Linked DNA regions of Danio rerio: region 2 is linked to region 1. Evidence: chromatin contacts called from public HiCAR-type data. All regions are on one chromosome and are shown on one strand. The core of a region is the stretch at or near the end of the contact, and the rest is flanking DNA. Distances in the headings are between cores, read along the strand shown.

The links. HiCAR-type assays count read pairs that join an accessible place to other places.
Region 2: a contact with region 1 is called in a HiCAR-type map of caudal fin, with 3 times the contacts expected there. The contact joins the promoter of ppp3ca here to the promoter of puraa in region 1. A contact is called at or near these places in 5 of 18 Hi-C or Micro-C datasets (caudal fin, embryo and an unstated tissue) and 2 of 4 datasets of contacts at active chromatin or transcription factors (caudal fin and embryo).

What each region holds. Positions count from the first base shown.
Region 1 is chr21:31,819,719-31,825,208 of GRCz12tu, reverse strand. It overlaps puraa (purine-rich element binding protein Aa), which reads right to left and starts at 1,894. Exons shown (of 1, transcript NM_001001846.2): 1 at 876-1,894. The coding sequence starts at 1,889. The coding sequence ends at 1,026. The region is part of intron 1 of nrg2a (neuregulin 2a); the gene reads left to right.
Region 2 is chr21:32,038,826-32,044,277 of GRCz12tu, reverse strand. It overlaps ppp3ca (protein phosphatase 3, catalytic subunit, alpha isozyme), which reads right to left and starts at 3,461. Exons shown (of 15, transcript NM_001198550.1): 1 at 3,194-3,461. The coding sequence starts at 3,248.

The DNA of each region.
Region 1 (5,490 bases), core at 645-3,144:
GCCACTCATCCTCTCATTGGTAGACTGATATATATATTTATATATATATATATTTTTTTTTCCATATATTTCTATATATTTTTAAACCCTTTAACAGATTGTTTGTCAAATCCCCCACTAAAAACGTGGGTTGTTTTCTTCTCCACTGAAATACATCTGATTCACAAAATCATACTTTGTATGTTTTTCTACATGAGCATTTTCATATGATTCTTTGTATCGAGGGGTCCGGTTACAAAAAATGTTTTCCGAGAGCTCTTTCTCTTTCTGTTGTCACTGCTCTTACTTATTAAGTACCTTTTTTACACACTGTGCATGACAACGAGACACAAATACATAGCATATCATCTGCATGACAAGAAGTTCAATTAAAAAAATACACTGGTAATACTCCTCAGAATGTTTGTGAAGAGGTCGCCCACCGCCTCCAGACACCTGCTCACAGCGGGCCCTCAGCTGACCTCTGTACCTCTATCAATCAACAGGTTGATATTTTTCTTTTCTAGCTAGCCCTCAGGTGATGCTTGGAATATCTAGTGGCAAGGCTACCATGACAACCTCTTCAGATGATTCGAAAATTTGGTTAAAAAAACTAAAACATCTGATTTGTGCTGAAGTCATTAGCTCACACGTAAAGGAACCGCTTCCTCGGCAAGAACTCCATTGCAAACACTTTTATAATATCTTGGAACGTGTAAAAAAGTTCTCGGTTAATAAGGGAAAGAAACACTCAGTTCTGTTGTTGTCAAGTAGGAAACACAGTTCATATATAATGTTATTACTTGGTTTAGCAGCCGCTTACTGTATTAATGGTGGGTAAGTGGATGTCATCCAGCGATGGGTGGACTGTCAGTCTGTGGAGGTTTGTATTTTTCTTTTTTTTTGTGGGTAGTGCTCCCTTGGAGTTAAACAGTTACTTATCTTTTTATGTATCTCTCTTTTTTACAGCACAGTACGTAGATTTTTTTTTTGTTTAGGTTATTCGGATTATTTTTTTTTATTTTTTTGCATGTTTCCCTCCACTATCAATCCTCATCCCCGTCGTCGCCGTGCATCTCCTCTTGCTGTTGCTGCTGAAGCTCGCATGCCCTTTTTTCCCTCTGTTTCTCTTGAATCTTTTTCATTTCATCTGCGTATTTACAGAAAGTGCTGCCGAATTTCGACCACACTTTGTAGGGCACTGTGATAGAGTTGCGATAGGTGGGCTTGACCTCGCTTACCCTCATGAACACCCCGTACTTATTGGAGCCCACGTCAAAGAAAAAGCGCTTGTTGTCCACAGTTAACGAGGTTCCCTCCGGCAGCTCCGCCGGCTCGTCCTCCACTCCGTAGTCGTCAATGAGTTTGGCGAGCGCGTCGCGAAATTCGATTAGTCCCTGGGCTGGAAGAGCAATGGTCTGGCCTTGCGTGGATCCCAAACCGGGCCCCCGGTTGACAGTCTGCCGAATCCTCAGAAAGCGGCCCCTCTGGTTCTCCTTCAGATCCATGTAGTACTTCCGATTCTCCCGGACCAGAAACTCACTCTTCAGCGCCCGCCGTGGCTCGTCCTGTGGCATGTCCGGATTGCTCGGCCCTAACTGGGCATAGTGCTCGATGAAGTCCCCCAGATAGTCGCGGAACTCGACAGCCACGGACATGGAGAGAGTGAGGCGGCTCTTGTTTCCTCCGGCCCCGACTTCTGCTATTTTCAAGAAGCGGCCTTTCGCGTTCTGCTTTACGTCCAGATAAAAGCGTTTGTTCTGGATGTCAACCCGCTTCGAGGCGAGCTCCTGCGTCTCGTGCTGCAGCCCGGAAGCCGAGCCCGCCCCTCCTGTCACTGGGTGCATGGAACCGACACCCGGGCCCGTGGCTGCTCCTCCCTGCTCACTTCCACTGTCTCTGTCCGCCATGATGCTGCCTGCCTTCTCCCTCAGTCTTACTGCAAGCCTACAGCCAAGCAGCCACGCCACCGCTCTCGCGAGATCTGTGTGAGGAGAGAAGACGAGCGCTGTTCAGACCTGTGCAGAATCCGAATAAACTCGCCGCGTACTGAAGCTCAAACGCTGCGTCCGCACGCTCTAGTCGCACGGCGCGTCTGTCCTGGAAGATTAGGTGGTATTCGACTGAAAACGAAACTGAAAATGAATTCGATTCAAAGCGAAAATGAAGATTTCCAGCTTAGGGTACATTATGTATTCTGTCGACGTATTTCATATACAGATGGTACCTAAAAAACTATTTGCTGAAGCTCTTGTTCGTTGTTCACCAGGTTATTTTTACTTTACGTTTTACGCGCATAAAATAAAATAAATCTAAAGTTGATTTAAAATAAAAGTGGCTTAAATGGTAAAAAATAAAAATTTACAGAAAACTGAAAAAATAAGCTATAAAATAAATCGATTTTACCCCGCTGTTATTAATTAATATTATTTATGAATAGGCTTGTAAGATGTAACGATAGACAGGCAGACCTGTTGTTTAGATGCATTTCATTCAGTTCATAATTCATTATACCTCCTAGTTTACCTTTTTTTCTCTTCGTAGAAAAAAAAAAACGGAAAATCAATAGCTATTTAAAATCAAATATGTATTGAGATGGTAGATGGCAAAGATACAAAAAGCTTTCTTTAGCTTTAAGGTTGCGTCTTAATTTTAATGAAGACATGCACAATGTTTATAATACATTGCTATATAAATTGAATTATATATATATATATATATATATATATATATATATATATATATATATATATATATATATATATATATATATATATATATATATATATATATATATATAATATTTATATAATTATATCAATTTATAAAGCAATGTATTATAAACTTAACATTTATAATACATTATTGTGCATGTCTTTATAAAATGTATATACCTTGCATGCATTTCCCTATTATACAAATTAGTCAACTAACATAGCCGACTATTGCGTTTTGTAGCTAGCCTAATTGATATATTCAGTTGTTAAAAAATATTTGTAAAATTAGTAAATTATACAGGAAATCTGCAATAAAAGGAAGTCTTTAATTTAATTAAAACCACAGCTTTACCTGCATGCGATAATCAACCCAGTCTGTGCCTGAAATGTATATTTGAATATAAAGTTTTCAAAGCATGCTAGAAAAAAAAATATTTTCGATTTTAAAGTTGGGCTAAAATAGCCTACATGCATTCTAAATAAAACTCCAAAATTAAAGGCTATTTTGGGATATCTGGATATTAGTGGAACCTTTAACATCCACTGAATCTTTTCAACGCCCAAAAGTCTTTATAGCGGGAACAAGTTCTCCTAGATAATACTAATATCTTTACGCATCTGTGTGTGATACTTGGAGGCAAGCATAAATGTTTCCTCTATTACTTTGCCTATTTTGGATATTCCATGCTGGTATAGTGACGGATGCATTCTTACCAAAGCCGTTAACAGGAACACGTCCGTGACTGTCAGCTAAGCGAAAACTACATCTGGAATAAAATTTAAACGTTATGTGCATTTAAGAACAACATCATAATTCACGCAATAGCCCCAATACAGCTGTAATGCGCCTGTCTTGTACATGCAAAAACAATTCAGTAATTGCTTTTAGGCATCTCTTTATTTAAGGGGAAACGTTAAATTAGTAATATATAAAGTAAAATCCACTCAATTCATGCATATGGTCATTTTTAAAACAGTTTAATACATTCAGAATGCTGCATTCGTTTATAAACATGTTTAAAAAGGACACGGCTTAACAAATATAAGCATGCTTCCCATTGCTATTTATTAGTTATTTGATTATGTGAATATTCCTATAGATGCGGCAATTTTGCTCAGTTATTTTAGAATATCATCAAATGCAAAAGTCTAAATTATATAATTATACAAATGTTCTGCACTCGTTTCTGTCATTTAATTTAGCTGTTCTGTAATTTAAATGAAATGAGTATTAATCCTGCAAAGCAATGACCTTTTTAAAAATGTTTGATAATTGTTTTATGTTGCAGGGATATTATATTTACTCTAGTAACTTATTAGTAAACGTAATTAATTTATAGAAATTAAGCAGTCAGTTTGTCCGTTAATAACAAGTTAAATGCGACCGACTTACCGGTTTTTGACAAGCCATTTTGCAGAGGTAGGACTGTATAATAAAAATGTCCAATTGGTCGAATCGTAGATTTATGGAAAAATGTACTGTGTGCTTTAGAAATATCACAGCATCCTAAATTAAATAATTTTCCTGAAATGTAACATTATTTTAATCATACAATTGCAGATATACTAATGCAATCTACAGAAGTTGTCAAAAAAGAATGTTAAATTATAAAATGTCCCGATTCAAATGTCGGTACTATTATAACGTGGATTAAAATGAGATGCATGTAAATTAAATCTTTTTTTTTTTTAAGTAATACATTTTGCATAAATGTAATCACATGATCTATGTCTGAAAAAATATGTCTAAGTTTTGTTTTCTAAACAAATAAATATCTAGAAATGAAAAGTTTTGTTTTATGAACAAATAAATATTTAGACATGTCTATAGATAATACCAATAATATTATTACTTTCCATTTACAGATGAGAGAACCTCGGCATGTTTTTAAATGCAGACATTTTGGTGTGTTTACGATTGAATAATTAAATAGAAAAAGACTTATTTGCGTACAAATTAGTCCAGATATATAAAAGGATAAATGGCATGCGACGGTTATGAAAGGCTTGTGAAAGAAACTAAAATACCTTAATAACTTGAATTCTCATGAGCAAAAAAATGTAGAGAATCAAGAGGCATGTATTAAGCCGACAATTTATCATTTAATAGTTCGTTTCTTTCCAAAATTATACTTAATATCGAATCACGACGAAAGCTTACCAACTTTCGCAAAAATCGGTTTATAGAAACAGAAAAGTGATAGAAATAAATTGCTTACGTCTGTTATAGCATACTTTAATCGAATCATTTTACAGGTTATATAGGATAACGTTAGTAATTCTTGATAAATAATTATTATTGCATTATCTAAGACTATTTGTCACTGTACTTTTTAAAACTTGTTTATCCGTAGTGGATAAAATACAACAAAATAAAACTTTTCAGTTAGCTTACTTTCATGCCATAACATCAGATTCGTAACTGTATAAAATATGTAGAATTTTTATTTATTTATTTATTTATTTATTTATTTATTTATTTATTTATTTATTTATCTATTTATCTATTTATTTATTTTGTTAACAAAAGTTAACAAGCTGAAAGTTATTGTAAAAGGTGTTAGCACTTGTAATTACCAAATAAAGTGCATGTTTTCAATTCTTGTCATTAGAAGAAATTTTGTTAAATATAAAAATGTTTCCTTGGTTCAAGGCAAGTGTGTGAGATCAGTATTTTTCCAAGACAGAAACCCCTAAACACAAATTATACGGATCGCATGTTATTATTATTTATTTTTATTTATTATTTAAAATTTAAGTTGACTGTCACTATATTTGTGTGGCCTGTTGTTGC
Region 2 (5,452 bases), core at 2,212-4,711, 220 kb before region 1:
AAAAAACACTAGAAGCAGATCAGCATTGGGTTATTACTGTTTTGAGAGGAATATCTCCAGAGTTTGCAATAGCACACTTATTTACAAGAATATAGGATTTGTGAAAATAAAAACGGCAAGAGGATGTAGTACAGGGTACATTCTTTTAAAATGTATTCCTGGACACATTTTTCCAAGGAGCCTGTGTTAGTAAAAAAATGAAGAGACAATTTTCTATGGATTTTCTGTTCTTAATAGGTGAGGTGCAGATTTTTTTTTAAAAAATTGTATTATTCTATAAAGATCTGATATCATTTCCTCCAAACTTCAAATTTCATTTGCACTAAATTAGCTCTAAGATCTCATCACGGTTATTACACCAAATATTCCTTTCTTAATTTAAGTCTTTATTTGGCGGTGGCGAAGAGAGCTTAATGTGTTGGAACTTAAAAAAAACATGTGCAGTTACAAAAAAACACCAGCAAATTGAGAATTTTTTTTTTATCAGTTTAACAGCACATGTGCCGCAAATCCTCACTATGCATACACAAAAAAAAAACGTGCTGCATTTTCACACAACACAAGCATTAATATAACAAGCTGCACTTTGCTCACAATGCTAACAATTTACAAAAACACGCTGCATTTTCTCACAACACTTGCAAAAAGAACAGAACACAACTTGAAATGTGACGGACGCCAGTGTGCCGTGACTATTGCTCAGTGAAGTTGTTGGTAATCTTTGAAAGGTGAGTTTTTTGTTTATTTTATGTATTTTGTATTTTATTAGCTTAAATAACCATGGCTGCGTCCGAAACCGCATACTTCCATGCTGTATAGTACGCTAAAATCAGTATGCGAGCCGAGTAGTATGTAAGAATTCATAGAATTCGAAAATCAGTATGCGAGAAGTACCTGGATGACTTACTACTTCTGGCGAGATTTTGGAGTGCGCATCCCATGCATGCTGCGCTATCCTATATTGCCCCACGAGAGAATTCATGAATGGAAGTAAAGTGACGCAACTGACGCAGGTAGGTCACGTGACCATGACTAAATGGCGAATGTAGTACGTCCGAAATCCATACTTTTCCCATTCATAGTTTATAGAATGTACTTTTCTAACGACCGAGCAGTACGTTTAAATTAAAATGCAGTACCTACTGAGTAGTCGACAGTTTCGGACACAGCCCATAACCTAAGTAGCAGCGTCCGTCACATTTTTGAGTCCCCTTGAAACATTTCCATTATGTCTTTTTCCGTATATCTTTTTGCAAGTGTTGTAAGAAAATGCAGCATTTTTGTCAATTGTTGTTGTATTATGAGAAAATGCAACGATTTTATTAATTTTTTTGTGTTATGAGAAAAGGCAAGTTTTTTACAAATGTGACGATGTAAGGATTTGCAGCACATGTGCTGTCAAACTGAGGAAGATCTTTTTTCAGTTTGCTGGCATTTTTTGTAACTGCACGTGTTTTCAGAAATTGCATCATGTTAAGCTCTCTCAGCCACCGTAGTATTGTGTTGTCTAAATATGAATATAAACTAAAATCATGTCTCCTTACTGTTATTATATGCAAAATAAATAATAACCAAAAAAATATGCAAAATAACAAAATAAAATAAAAATCAAAGTTAATATTTTTAGCTCTTTTTAACCGTTTCTCTTTTGGCCACCGATCATGTGGTTATTTTCTGATGATGTATTTTGAGAGTAACTACTGAGGAACACCCTATTTCAAAATGTCTTGTTGTCTTATTAATATTTGAGTCATTGGAGCCAACAGACAAACATATAAGACATGACAGGAAAAATGAGATTTCATAAAATTGCAAATGCGAAACGCATGATGTTAACAAAGCATTGTCTAAACATTGCTTTTAGACTTTTTGCTGACACCTATTGGCCTGGACGCATGGACTCCAAAAACCTATAAAGCCATAGTAGGGTTCACAATTTTTAGTGATCAGCACATTGTAAATTTACAGTGCACTTTATATATTGTTTTCCTTTTTATGTAGTGATTAGTTTTTTTACAAGGTGGCAGCTGTAATTGGTGTCGTCGATTCATAATCACCAAAAAACTTCCTAAAAAGAACACAATAAAATATGTGCAAACTACAGCAACAGCTGTGGATGCCTACCAAGATAAGGGATTGTGCAAAGAGAATACAAAGTACATTCGTACAAATTTATCATCAAGAATAAAGACATTTGTATGGGATATAATATATCGAGAGATTATGCATGAACCTCTGTAGCCTGGGAGAAATAATACAAATTGTTGAAATGCATACACATTAAAATGCCTGTGTATGTGTGTGAGTCAGATAAAGTATTTTGAAAGGTTGTGTGACCAATTGTATTAATAAACAAATAAAAATGATTAAAAAAAAATGTTGGCTTCACTGACCAGCAGTTTGGGCTTAAATGAGTAGTTTTGTCCGTCTTCTTTTTATTATTAAATTATGGTGCAAGTCATGTTTTGAGATTACTTTTACTTTCAAACTAATAACAAAAACGATCACGTGATCCAAACATGGTGGCCACCCTCTGGGTTGAATAAAATTGTATTTTCTGTAGTAAGACTACTTACGTGCATAGTTTACGTTTAGACATTAATACTGCTAAAGCAAAAAAATGACCGAACGTACCTTTAATTAAAATGACGTATAGTTTCTATACAGCACCATGACGCTAATATTCTGTCTCAATGATCTCCGCTTTCATGAACACTCGCGAATATTAATGTGCGCTACGTGACCAGCAAATGCGAGAAAATCAATCAGACGCAACGGGGGCGTGACAGTTCCCAGCTCGAATGATTTACCTTCAGACTCAGAGGCTTCCCTGGAGAAAGCAAACAGCTCAGATACGCGCCGAAAACCCCTATTGCTTCCATTGTCTATGAAGAAAATACAGGAAGGGCTGCGTGATGCCACCTAAAATCCTGCTGCATCACCGCCTCCACTGGATCTGCCTTATTTAACGCGTCTCCCCCGACCTACCTGCCTGTGACTCGATTAACACCAATCCAAAGCAAAGACAAAATCATAAACACTTCAATCCAGAACGTAAACCGATCACATTAACAAACGCGCCCGATGCGTCTTAATTAGCATTAGTAGCCCTATATAAGTACGGCGCGACATCGCAAAAGAAAAAACCCAGGTAAGAAGCAAATAGGTAGGGAAATATGCGCCATTCACTTACATTTCACTACCCGATCGGTGGAGTTCAAGACCATGTCGGCGTTAGACATCTTCATGGGCAGTGAATGTCTCCAGGCGAATGTGTTTCTCCCTCCTCGCAGAAGAAGCGCTTTATTCTCGGCGTGTGTTCGCGGTGACGAGATGCGGTTGGTGCAGTGGCATCACTCGGATGCGTCTCCTCCGTGTCTCACCGCCGGATGATGATGATGGTGCTGATGCTGCTGCTGCTGTTGCCTGGAGAGGTTGGAGGAGGACGATGCTTCTTCTGCTGCTGAGACTGAGACTGTCGTGAGTGGGAGGATGGTGCTGCTGATGGGGTGGAGGCGGTGGAGGGAGAAAGAGAGAGAGAGAGAGAGAGAGAGAGAGAGAGATCGGGAGATCCTTTCAGCGCGTTGCACCACCCCGACATGGCGAAGCAGGGAACTCCCACGCACCCGCGAGAAGAGGCTGCGTGATGCTGCCATCAGGTGGAGATGAAGGGCTTTCCCGAGGACGCAGACGATGGATGATCGATTTGAAATGCCACTCAGGTCTGGGCGAGTGTACGTGGCGGTGTCCCGCGTGTGGCATCGGCCCAAAACTGTTATTTGAGAGATTTTTTTATTTATTTATAGACAAATAAGCAGAGTTGCTGTGCTCATTTAAACGGAAATTGTGGATAATGACCACAATTATGGTTAATGGTGCTTCAGTAAGCTACAAAACTTGGAATTAGACAAAACTGTCATTTAAAAGGCATTAAGCAAATTTACTGACTGCTTTTTTACATTTGGTTTATAATGGCTGTTGGAGTAAATGTGTCGTTTTATTATGCATTTAAATAAAAGTTTAAAGTACAATATTACTTTGACAACAATCTCTAATGTAAAATATGCCAAAAATATTACATTAAATGTGACATGACAGAATGATAAAAAAAACTTTGAAATTTTTTTTGTATTAGCCTTGCAGTGCATATTTTGTTGATAAAAAGATACTGTATAAAATAGCTTCAATTATACACTCAATGTTTTATTGTTTACTTATTACAAAACTTACAAAAAAATTATATAACATAAGGCAAAATTATATTTTTTAAAAACAGTTTATGGGATTTCAGTTTATCTGTAAATAAAAGTTAGTGGGACAAAAATTACCAGGACAGATGACTCTAGCATCGTTTATTGTAGGTAATTTAAAAAGCTGATAATTTGCCAAAAAAGGGAACGTAAACTGACAGAAAAATTAGGACTGAAGTAATATTCAGTGAGCCCATATGAAGTAAATAATAGAAACATTACAGTGGCAGTCATTTCTACGCCGTTTGTGCAGATTATTCAATCATTCATTAAATTTCCTTCAGCTTAGTCCCTGCTTGTCTGGGGTTGCCACAGCGGAATGAACTGCCAACTGTTCAAGCATATGTTTTACGCAGCAGATGTCCTTCCAGCTGCAACCCAGTTCTGGGAAATACACACACTCCTGCATCACTAATTGTGTTCACCCAATTCACCTATAGTGCATGTCTTTGACGCCCAGAGGAAACATGCACACACGCAAACTCCACACAGAAATGCCAACTGACCCAGCCGGGACTTGAACCAGAGACCATCTTGCTTTGAGGCGACAGTGCTAACCACTGAGCCACCTGGTCACCCCTGATTAGTAAATGAAATTAATAAAAAGGTTAATTTACCAAAGACAACATTACAGAATGCAAAGTGAAAAAATATACATAATGAAGAAATTATTCTAAAACATGCTGTATTATCTATAAAAGTTGCTGCTTTAAATAAAAATAGTTGTAGAAGTAATTTCTATACCAACTGCCTTTTATTATTTATTTGAAAAAATCTGATAATTTACAAAAAATAAATAAAGAAATGACAACATAAGGCAAATTACAGAATGAGTATTCAGAACTTATCGTATTGTAAATATGGCATTTCAGTATTAAATCTTTAATATACATATATATATATATATATATATATATATATATATATATATATATATATATATATATATATATATATATATATATTCTAAATTACAGTGACAGTTTTTTTCAATTTCATTAAAACATTTTATATTTGCAAAAAATGCAAATATAACATTACAGAAGACAATATGACTAAGTGATTTTTTGTACAAATAATGTTGTGAAATTGTAAAAAATAATTATATCTTTCAAAAATAATATGCTAATACAAAAAATACTGTAACCGTCATTTCTGCACAAATCATTTATATCAAGTCATGAAAAATGGTGACACATGAA